Linked DNA regions of Triticum aestivum: region 1 is linked to region 2. Evidence: chromatin contacts called from public Hi-C data. All regions are on one chromosome and are shown on one strand. Each heading gives the region's core, a stretch centred on a gene start, on an enhancer-like site or on the middle of the called end of the contact. The rest is flanking DNA. Distances are from core to core; before and after follow the strand shown.

Evidence for each region. Hi-C and Micro-C count contacts between places; a contact is called where the count stands out from the background.
Region 1: a contact with region 2 is called in a Hi-C map of leaf, with 2.1 times the contacts expected there. The contact joins the enhancer-like site here to the promoter of LOC123090890 in region 2. A contact is called at or near these places in 2 of 5 Hi-C or Micro-C datasets (both in leaf).

The regions. Positions count from the first base shown.
Region 1 is chr4B:43,161,525-43,166,366 of IWGSC CS RefSeq v2.1, forward strand. No RefSeq gene overlaps it. Among protein-coding and RNA genes, the nearest start is that of LOC123089936, 18 kb to the right of the region's middle. Within about 2 kb of position 3,362, at least 1 of the 8 cell types and tissues checked has an H3K27ac peak or open chromatin away from gene starts, as enhancers often do. A contact at or near this core is called in leaf, where this site is marked.
Region 2 is chr4B:42,979,731-42,984,633 of IWGSC CS RefSeq v2.1, forward strand. It overlaps LOC123090890 (monoacylglycerol lipase), which reads right to left and starts at 2,443. Exons shown (of 7, transcript XM_044512247.1): 1 at 1,502-2,443; 2 at 1,352-1,390; 3 at 1,181-1,251; 4 at 384-448; 5 at 206-295; 6 at 26-118. The coding sequence starts at 1,896.

The sequences.
Region 1 (4,842 bases), core at 2,112-4,611, 180 kb after region 2:
GGTCCGGGATATGCGTGACGCCTACCACTATTTTGGATATGTTTCTCACAGTGCTGTTAATGTATCATTTTTGTGAAGGACAATAGTTGTAAAAAAATAAGTAATATCCTACCAAGTAAATGATGATTCTTAGCATCTGGATATATCCCGTAATGCAATAAAGGGTATTCTCACCTCAAAACTATGGAAGCCAAAACACAAAAGGCCCATGAGGTGAACAACAACCCCCGACCCGCAAATAGAGCAGCAAGAAATCTATTCGTAAATTAACAATCAAGTAAAAATGGTAGAAAAGTAAACGGCGCAGCAAGGCCCGGGTATGCTTCTAATATCTTTTACCCCTGTTGCATGCACGGGTTGTTTGGCGTGCTAACTTTTCTTGGACTAGCATGTCTTATTTATTTAGCTAACCATGCATGTTACCCGTGCTAACTTTGCTTGCGAAATAGGCTAGCTTGTCTGCTAACAATTCTTGTGTGCGCGTGTGCAACTAAGTTACTTTTATCGAGAAATCAAGATAGGTAAAAAGTGGAGGTCAATAACACATGTGTCTATGATTAGCTTGTTCATATTCTCACCGTGGTCATTTAAATTTTTGGTAATGCAATTTGTTAATTAATTTTAAACCATGGATTAAAGCACATTATTGTGTGTCCGGGGAGGGTGGGCAATGTTGTATTGAGCACAACTTGGAGTTTAGGTTTAGTGTATGACATTGTCACCAAATCCTGAGGGCATGGAAGTTGCTTGGCCAAGCCTCGCCTTGCACTTCCCGCTCCTTCTCGTTATTTGTATTGAACTCACTTCATCGCTTAAGTGCCCGGGGTTGACCGTCCACTTTTTTCTCGTTGCCGGTAACAATCCACTTGCCCAACTAAGTGACTGGTGTCTTATCATCCAATCAACCACGCGTATCCATAATATGTATGTGAGAAAAGGTTAATAAACATAATCAGATGACAATGATACCACAACTAAACTTAACAAAGGGAAGGCACATGAAAAATGTTAGCCATTATCCATCTCATCACATAAAAATAACGATTTGTCCTAAATCATGCTTTGTATGAGGAGGATATTAAGAAATGTCGGTTAGCAAACTTTGTTTCTTCAGTGCCTTTGATGTACAGGACAACTCTTATCATGCGAACACTATGATGACTGAAAATAATTTTGAACGGTCTTAGGATTTGTGCCATAGTACTGTTTTTCTCAAACCAAACATATTATATGATATTAGCTCACAAAAACGTCTTACATCGTGGGGGCGGAGGGGGTAGCTAGCATGCATGTGCATTGTGCATCGTGCATCATACGTACTACTAAGTGTGCGTGAGACTGCTACGGATGGATCAGAAACTGAGACACCATGCATGGCGGCGGGTGGCCGCTCGTACTTGCACATTGTGCTAGGATTTCTCCTGCCTCCCACTGGCGTCTTTGCCGGTCTACCTCATCTCCTGTGGTCTTAGGACCATGGAGGAGCGGTGGATCCTGGCCCTTCCCGGCGGGAGGGCTTCATTTTCTTATGCTTTTTTGAGTCCTACTCAGAGATGCGAGGCGGAGGCGGCTCTCTGCAAATGGAATAAGCTTCTCTACGCCTAGCCCCCGTTCCAATGGTGTATATAGCATCATTGGAGGGTGTATGGACGTTTGTCTCCGGCGGATCTCATGGGATTCGGTTGGCATTTGTCTTCGGTGGATCCACGTGGATCCAGTCTGTGTTCGTGTGTCTACATGCTGGATACTTTCGATCTATGCTTCTCTTCATAGGTGGCGATTATTGTTCTGGTACGCTTGTCCTATGGGACCTTAGCACGACGACTTCCCGACTGTATACTATAATAAAGTTTTCCCGGCTTCGATGAGGGAGGGGCGATGATGGTGGCGTGCCTTCGGCTAGCTCTAGTGCTTGTAGTCGTCGCTACGGACCTGAATATATTTTTTACTTTCGGTGTTGTACTATTTTTTACTTTCTAAGACAGCACGTACACACTCTCTTTAATTACGCACGCGTGCAAACTTCCTTTTGTACCATCTCCCTCCATGCTGAAAGCAAGAGGTTCAAAATTTTGTTTTGTGCGGGGTACGTGGTTAAGTTTTCCAGACATGCATGCATGCATGCATGCATATGTATTGTGTTGTTTGTATAGTGTGATCATTCTTTTGTCAGTATAATTATCATGTGTGTCAACGAATAAGATGGATATGTGGTAGTGGTGTTCTTGTTGTTTTATCGATTACGTGGTCTTCTCTTAATTTGTTCTTGAAGAAGCATCGGCGCTACATGGCCGGTCTTTTCATGTGCGGAAGCCGCCATCGCCTTGCCGTATGTTTGGCTTCGATCGTGAGTGAACTAACAATAATCCTAAGGTGCAGCTTTTACGTAAAATCATCACGTAGGGTTTCGTACATGTAGCATTGTAAGCAGTGGAATGAACCTATATATAGCATGCATTGCATGATTGCAGGCGCACAACATTTCCCTGTTTTGATTTTCAACGCTCCGGACGGCATGCATGAGTCGTTCCGTTGTTTGGCGCCGGGTTTATTAGGCCTTTCAACACCACAAGCATGTCCCTTTTTATAAGGCCTCATTTTGGAAAGATGCATGCATGCAACCATTTTATTGGTTGCGTTGAAAGTCATTGTTGTTGGTGTCATGGCTGGGAAATTAATACACTTCATGCGTGTTTTTTTATTGGCTGCGTGCATGTGAGAGAGTGCATTGGGAGTGAAATGGAAGAATTAATGTGCACAAATTACTATATGTATTGGTCTAAGAGAAGTTGTCTTTAGGCCTAATAAATCTGGACGGAGGGAGTACCACTACTACTAGTACGTGTGGTGCGGTACGGTATGGGGTGACGACTGGTGGTGGCCGAGATTGCTCTGCTCCCGGTGTGTGTCCCCCCGAGCTATGTTTTTGACCCATATTTTTGTTCGGTAGGGTAAAACGTTCGATCGTTCCTTGGAGTCGCCCGGTGCAGCGCTCAATAATGTAGACGCATTCCTCCCCTCTCGCAGGGGTCGTTTTTCTGCGTCTTGATTCTCAAATCAGAATCTGCGGTAGAATCAATTGATGATTTCCTTCATTTTCCTTGTCACAGTGTGTATTTGTGTTGCTCGCTGCTGCAGTGTCGCTGGCCTGGTGGAGCTTTCGGCGTGTCGTAACAGCGATCTTTACGCCGGTGGCTGGCCGCGTCCTTGTGTCTCACTGGGCGCACAGCGTTCTCAGGATTTCGCTGGCCGAACTCGCGGTTACGTCCAGAGATGTCGCACTCGACTGGTCCACGATGGCGGGAGCTGAGAGTTGCAACACGCCCAAAAATCGGCCCGGAAATGGGGATGTGGCCAGGAGTCGTGATTCCCCGATCTACGAGTGGATGGCCCGCTGCTGCTTTCTATCGCCATGTGTGAGGTCAGCTCAGCTATCGGCATCGGCTAACTCTGTCGTGACGTGCGAGGTCGGCTACCGGATATTGACTGATTATCTCAGCTTCTTCATGCCGCAACCGCAGCCGTGTGCCGTCCTTGTCGGAATGCTTCACCGGCACCGCAAAATTCTTTTTTATGAAGAAGGGTTTCCTCCGATTTCTGCAATGGTCATGCGCTCGTCTAGACTTTAGAGAAAAAATAAAATAAAATAAACACATTGGCGTCTAGACTTAGCAATTACTCCCTCTGTTCCAAAATAGATTACCCAATTTTATACTAACTTTAATATGTTGGGTCATCTATTTTGAAACGGAGGGAGTATGTTTGAAACTAAGTTGCCATTGATTCAGATAAGATCAAGCAAAAAAAATTTGAAAAGAAAAACTGAAATAATAAATAAATTTGCCATGGGATGTTTAAACTAAATTTGCCATGGTGTAAAAAAAAGAATGAACCACGATTTGTTCAACAAATGTGTACAAAAAAGAAATTTACCATGGTTTGTTCAAAAAATTTGCCATGTTCCAAAATATTATTGACCATGGTCCAACAAATAAGTTTTCAATGGTACATGTTTTTTTTGCCATGTTTCAAATATAAATTAGGCATAGTTCAAATATAAAATTTGTCATGGCTTGTTAAGTAAGTTAATTTGCCATGGTCCAAAGAAAAGAAATTTGCCATGCTCCAAAAAATCACGCCACAAGACTTTTGTAGGTAATGGCAAATAAAGATAAAGAGGTAAATTTATCATGGCAAATGTACTACATATAATCAATGCAAATGTCGTATTGCGTAGGTTTGATGAAAGACCATGGTATTCGCTAAAATATTTTTTTTGTGGTCCATAAAGAAAATTACACAATTTTTACGGTGTGTATAAAATGATTTTTGTTAGAATAGTTCAAAAAATATGCAAAATTGCCATGTGAGAAAGTAAAAAAAAACATTTCACATAATGGAAAAGAAATATGGATTTGCCAAGCCGCAGAAGATACATTTGCCACATGGTCAGTAATTCCCATGCTATCTACAATAAAATTGTCATGGTAGAGAGAACTTGTCATGGTATCTGTAATTTAAAATATGCCATGATAAATGTTTTATTTTGACATGGTCTAATTCAAATAGAATGTGCCCATTTGCCATGTGAACATGGCAACAATTATACATGTCTCTAAATATAAACCCACAAGAAAAATATACGTCTGTCAATATAGGATATATCTCGTTCACTGAAAGATTTCTCCATTTCCACCTCCTCTTGTGGGAACATTAAGTTTTTGTTTTGAGGGGGTGGGAACATTATGATTTCACTGAAAGATGAGACTAAGAGCATTTACAACCACAAATGCCAAAAGCCGGTCCTCAGGTTTCGTGTCATCCTGTATATCTCGACTAGGA
Region 2 (4,903 bases), core at 1,193-3,692:
TCTTTCAACAAAAACTGTGGCATACCGCGACGACAGGATGCGCGGGTTGAACACGGACAGCCGGCGATGTGAGGATGATGCCATTGACAAGAGCGTCGACCTCCGGATCAAGCACAGCCTATAGCCAAAACGAGGAACACCATAAGATATACGAGTTGCATACACAATTCTGATGGAACAAGCAAGTCACAGGTGATGGTGGTACCTTGAGGATGATGCCTCCACCGGTGGAGTGCCCAAAGCAGAAGCATGGGACGCCAGGGTTCTCGGCTGAGATCTTCTTCAGATACATTTTCTGCATTGAGTAAAAAAAGCCTTTGAATAAGAATTTGTGCAGATGGTCTCAGATAACAGGAAGAACTAGTCAATTTCTTTGCTCATACCATGTCCTGGACAGCAAGATCAAGAGATTGGACGTATCCATGTAGACCATCACTTCCACCATGGCCTGTATCACAACAAAATCGCCAGGTTAGACAGAAGATACGTATCATCATGGATTTTTTTTTATACTCATGTACTCCCTCCGTTCCTAAATATTTGTCTTTCTAGACATTTCAAATGGACTACTACATACATCCGTATGTAGACATATTTTAGCGTGAAGATTCACTCATTTTGCTCCGTATGTAGTCACTTGTTGAAATGTTTAAAAAGACAAATATTTAGGAACAGAGGGAGTAGTATAGTTCATTTCATTATAAAAGATGTATCGCCAGGTTATGGAAGATGGTAACCATTGGCTGCACGTCAGCAGAAATTTTTATTGATCTTCAGAGTCAATAAAATCCGCATGATTAGTCTCAATTTTAAGTTGACAGCTTGATTGGCAAAGAACTATACTTAACTGTCGACGGCAAAAATTAGCCGTCCTTTTTAATTAAAATTATGCTTTGAACAGTGTACTACAAATCGTTCGAAGAACAGAAAAACAGAGTATGTAGCACTCATCCAATCCCTCAAGTGTTCAGATTCACGAGTAAATCGCCTTAATTCATTCAGTCAAGGGGAAACTTAGAAGAGAATTCAACATCATTGGTCTCTTTTATACGCAATTCATAAAATTAATTGCCTTCAATATTTTCCGTCAAGCAATGTTAAGCACTAATAACGTATACGTACTAAGCATCATGCAACCAAAATGAAATAAGAAGAGAGGAAAAAGGAAAGAGAAACTCACCAGTCCAGTCCATGCCGTAAACCTTGACATCCATGGCGTTCAATCGTTTCGCCAGGTGATCATACCTCCCACTGCCAAATCGATCCAAGGTACCCAACAATCAGCTACCGGCCACACGAGTTACTGTAATTTTTTAAGAAAAACAGAGGAGGAAGGGAACCGAATTCTCACCTGTGCTCGTTCAACCCGTGCATGACAAGAACAAGCGCCCTGCATCACCAAAAAAAGACAGAAATACAATCAGCACGGCAACAACAGAGGACACCCGGGCTGAACAAAGGACAAATTTTGCGTGGATTTGTTTTTTGAATGGATTCCTACCTGGGCTTGACGGCGGAGGAGGAGGAGGCGTGCGGCCACCAGGACTGCGTGAAGAGCGTCTCGCCGCGGGCGGTGGGGATGAGCTCGTAGTCGCGCCCGGCCTCCCTGGCGCGGCGCATGGCGGCCTCGCGCCGGGCCAGGGCCTGCCTCCGCGAGCAGACGGCGGGCACCCGCAGCACGACGGCGGCCTTGGCCTTCTTCCCGGAGGAGGCGGAGGCCGAGACGACGGCGTCCGCGGCGGCCGCGTCCCCCTGGCGCGCCGCCCGCCAGCGGAAGGGCAGGAGCAGGAGCAGGAGCAAGGGCTGGAGCACGGCGAGGATCCGGCGCAGCGCGAGCAGCGACAGCAGCGCGCTGATCCGCCCCGCTGCGTCCGCCGCCTGCATGCTCCCGGCCATCCCTCCCTCCCTCCGCCCCTCCTCCTCCTCCTCCTCGGCTCGCTCGCGCGGGCAGCAGACGCACAAGGCACGCGGGGGGCTCTGGCGCTCGCTCCAACAAAAGCGCTCGGGCTAGCAACGATCGCGCTAAAAATGGGCGAACCTCCCCGACCGACCGCAAGAATGGTTAAGGGAATCGAATCTATTCCGGAACAGAAAGCGTCGATCGCGCTAGCTATCAGCAGCTATGATATATCCTGCCGTCTTTCGGCTGGGCTGGATGCTTCCGGACCGGATGCTCGTGGCGCACTACGTGCGGTGCGGTGTCGCTGCTCTCTCTCGCTCGACGAGCTGGGGATGGATTGGATTGCCTGTCCCGAGTGTGCCGGCGCCGGAAGAGGAGGAGAAGAAGTCGAGTCTGGTTTGTGCTTGGAGAAGGAGGGAGCCGGGGCGTGTGCTTTATAGCCGCGGAGCCGGTGGCCGCCGCGGCGACGAGGGGGCGAAAAGCGCAGGACGCGTGGCGGCGCGGGAGCGGGCGCGGGGCGCCGGTACGCGAGACGGGTGGCGTGCGCCAGGGGAGAGATTCGTGGAGAGGGAATACGGCGTGGGGGCCCGGGTGTCAGCGGGGCGCCGGTCGCCGTCCCTTATCTTTTGGCGATCGGGATCGCGTGGCTCGCATCGGTCGGAGGGCATCGCGTCGTGGTGGTGGGGGAGGAACCCAACAAACGGACGGACGGACGGGCGGAGGAGTCTGGAAAATTCGGGAGAGCTGCGGCATATGCGAGCGAGCGGCCGAACGTTTTCCTTTTTTAGTTTTTTTGGAACGGGAAAAAGGACGGCCGGTGAACTCGGGGCGGCGCGGCGGATAAGGTCGAGGGAGGCGGATGCGGGCGGTGTTTCTTGCTTTGCTCCGCTTCCCTTGCTCTTGCCCTAGGCGTGGTCGTGGCGACTCTATGAACAGGCCTTGTTTTTTGTGTTGGATTGGTAAACAAATCCGGGCATCCGTTCCAAGATGGCGGAACATCAATTCTTGACTAGCCACAGTGCATAGTAAGTTAGTAACATATGCTGTACTCTTTATACACATATCCTTAGACTAGCCACAATGCATAGTCTAGGAGTAGTGACATACACATATCCCTAGTCTATGTTACTACGAGTGTGGTAGTGACATACAAAGCTTCATTTATTAGGTTATAGACTCATATTGTATTGGGACATGCGATGTTACAGTAACTAGCTAAGTTACTGTAACTATTATTTTCCTCATTAACTCATTATCACGTAAGCAATTTTACTGAGTTAGACTCGATGTTACTATTGAAGTTACTCCCACTGTGGCTAGCCTAAAGTCCTGCCGCACCCGGGGTGACGAAGCTCATACATGGCCAGGTGATCAAAAGCTTGTCTCAGTTAGCTGGCGACGGCCAACGCACAACCTATGCGGTGACTCTACCTCCCATGTCATCGTGCATCGGTGTAAGTATGTCTCTACCACTACTAGTATACACAGCGACTCCACTTGACATTGTTTTCTGTTTGAGCATATCCACTACTTTTTATGAGAGGTAAAAGCATCTCAGATACCCTAACTTGCACAATATGTAATATTTTAGTCTCAAACTTAATCAGGGGGTGCTTTTATCTCTTTTTCTGGAAGCGCTCAAACTTGTTATTCTCCTTTTCCACCACCTCTTGTACGAACATTACATTTTCGCTAAAAGATTAATGTCAAAGAAGACACGCTAGTTCAACAGAACCGAGATTGTTTTTTGTGTTTATCACACATCATATAGAAATCCAAACGACACACTTGGTATGGTCGTTCCCGGGAGGAAGATCCTGTCTCCAGATTCCAAACGGGGCGACTCAACCCATGTGGTGAATCCAAATTTATACCGCTGGTGAATTCCTTGGCCTCTTTCTCATCGACGGTATATCCACTCATGCTTCCTCAGTTTATGCCAAAGAAACCTCGATTTTAACTAACTAGGCTCGGTAATTTTAATAGCTATATGTAAGCACATGCACTGTCTCTGTCTCTCTCCAATCTCCGTTTCAATCAGGGAGGCAAACATCTCCAAAAGCAGAACTGTTAGAATCGCTCTCAACTGTTGCGGTAGCTCGCTGGCTGTTGCCGCCGACGGTGCTCCTGATTAATCCATTAATTAAAGATGTAAATGCCCTGCTTGGTGCTTACTAGCACTGGAAATCGTGACGATATTGTTAAAAAAAAATTTGCAGGTGTAAATTCTTTTTATTGCAAAGCAATAAAGTTACAATCTGCTGATACAAAATTTAGAATAAAATGTGGCCCTCGCTGTAACCAACAAGCGGCACTGCATAGCAGGAACGTGGACGAAAGAGAGGAACACGACTGGCCCTCCGTAGACCTCGTACCATGGATTCGCTGGTCCTACTAGTTTCTTTCACAGGAACCCATGGAACGGGAAACATTTTTTTTTTGAGAGCATGGAACGGAAAACATGAGGTACTCTGATCCGTGGGTCTGGCCCTCCAGAGCTGGCTGGATCAAGCACGGGGATGCACGGGCTCGGTTCGGAGTTTGGGCCCAGGCGCACTCGAATCGCTAGACGTGTCTGCCTGCCTAGGCCACAAGCGAGTTTACGTGGCCCTTGTCCAAAGCGCAAGATTCCAAATGTCGTTACACTGACGGTGGACTTTCAGCTTTCCTTTCGCTGCTTTATTAAAACTAGTAAGTCTGCACGTGCAACACACGTTTCGATCAAAGCATCCTATGAAATTCATGTGAGTATTGAATTCTGAATTTATATTGAGATTAATTAACTTCAATGTGGCGGAAGCTCTCCTGCGTGAAATGAAGCTTAATGTATACTACTCCTTGTTCACAAATATATTAGTATAAAGGGAGTTCTGTTTACAAAAAAACATGAAAAATAGTGATGAATCCATGTAATAGAAGTATATATGCCGACCATGTAGAGATTTGAATAATAAAAATGAATGATAAAAAAAGTGTCTTCATGAAGCAATACAATCTTGGCAC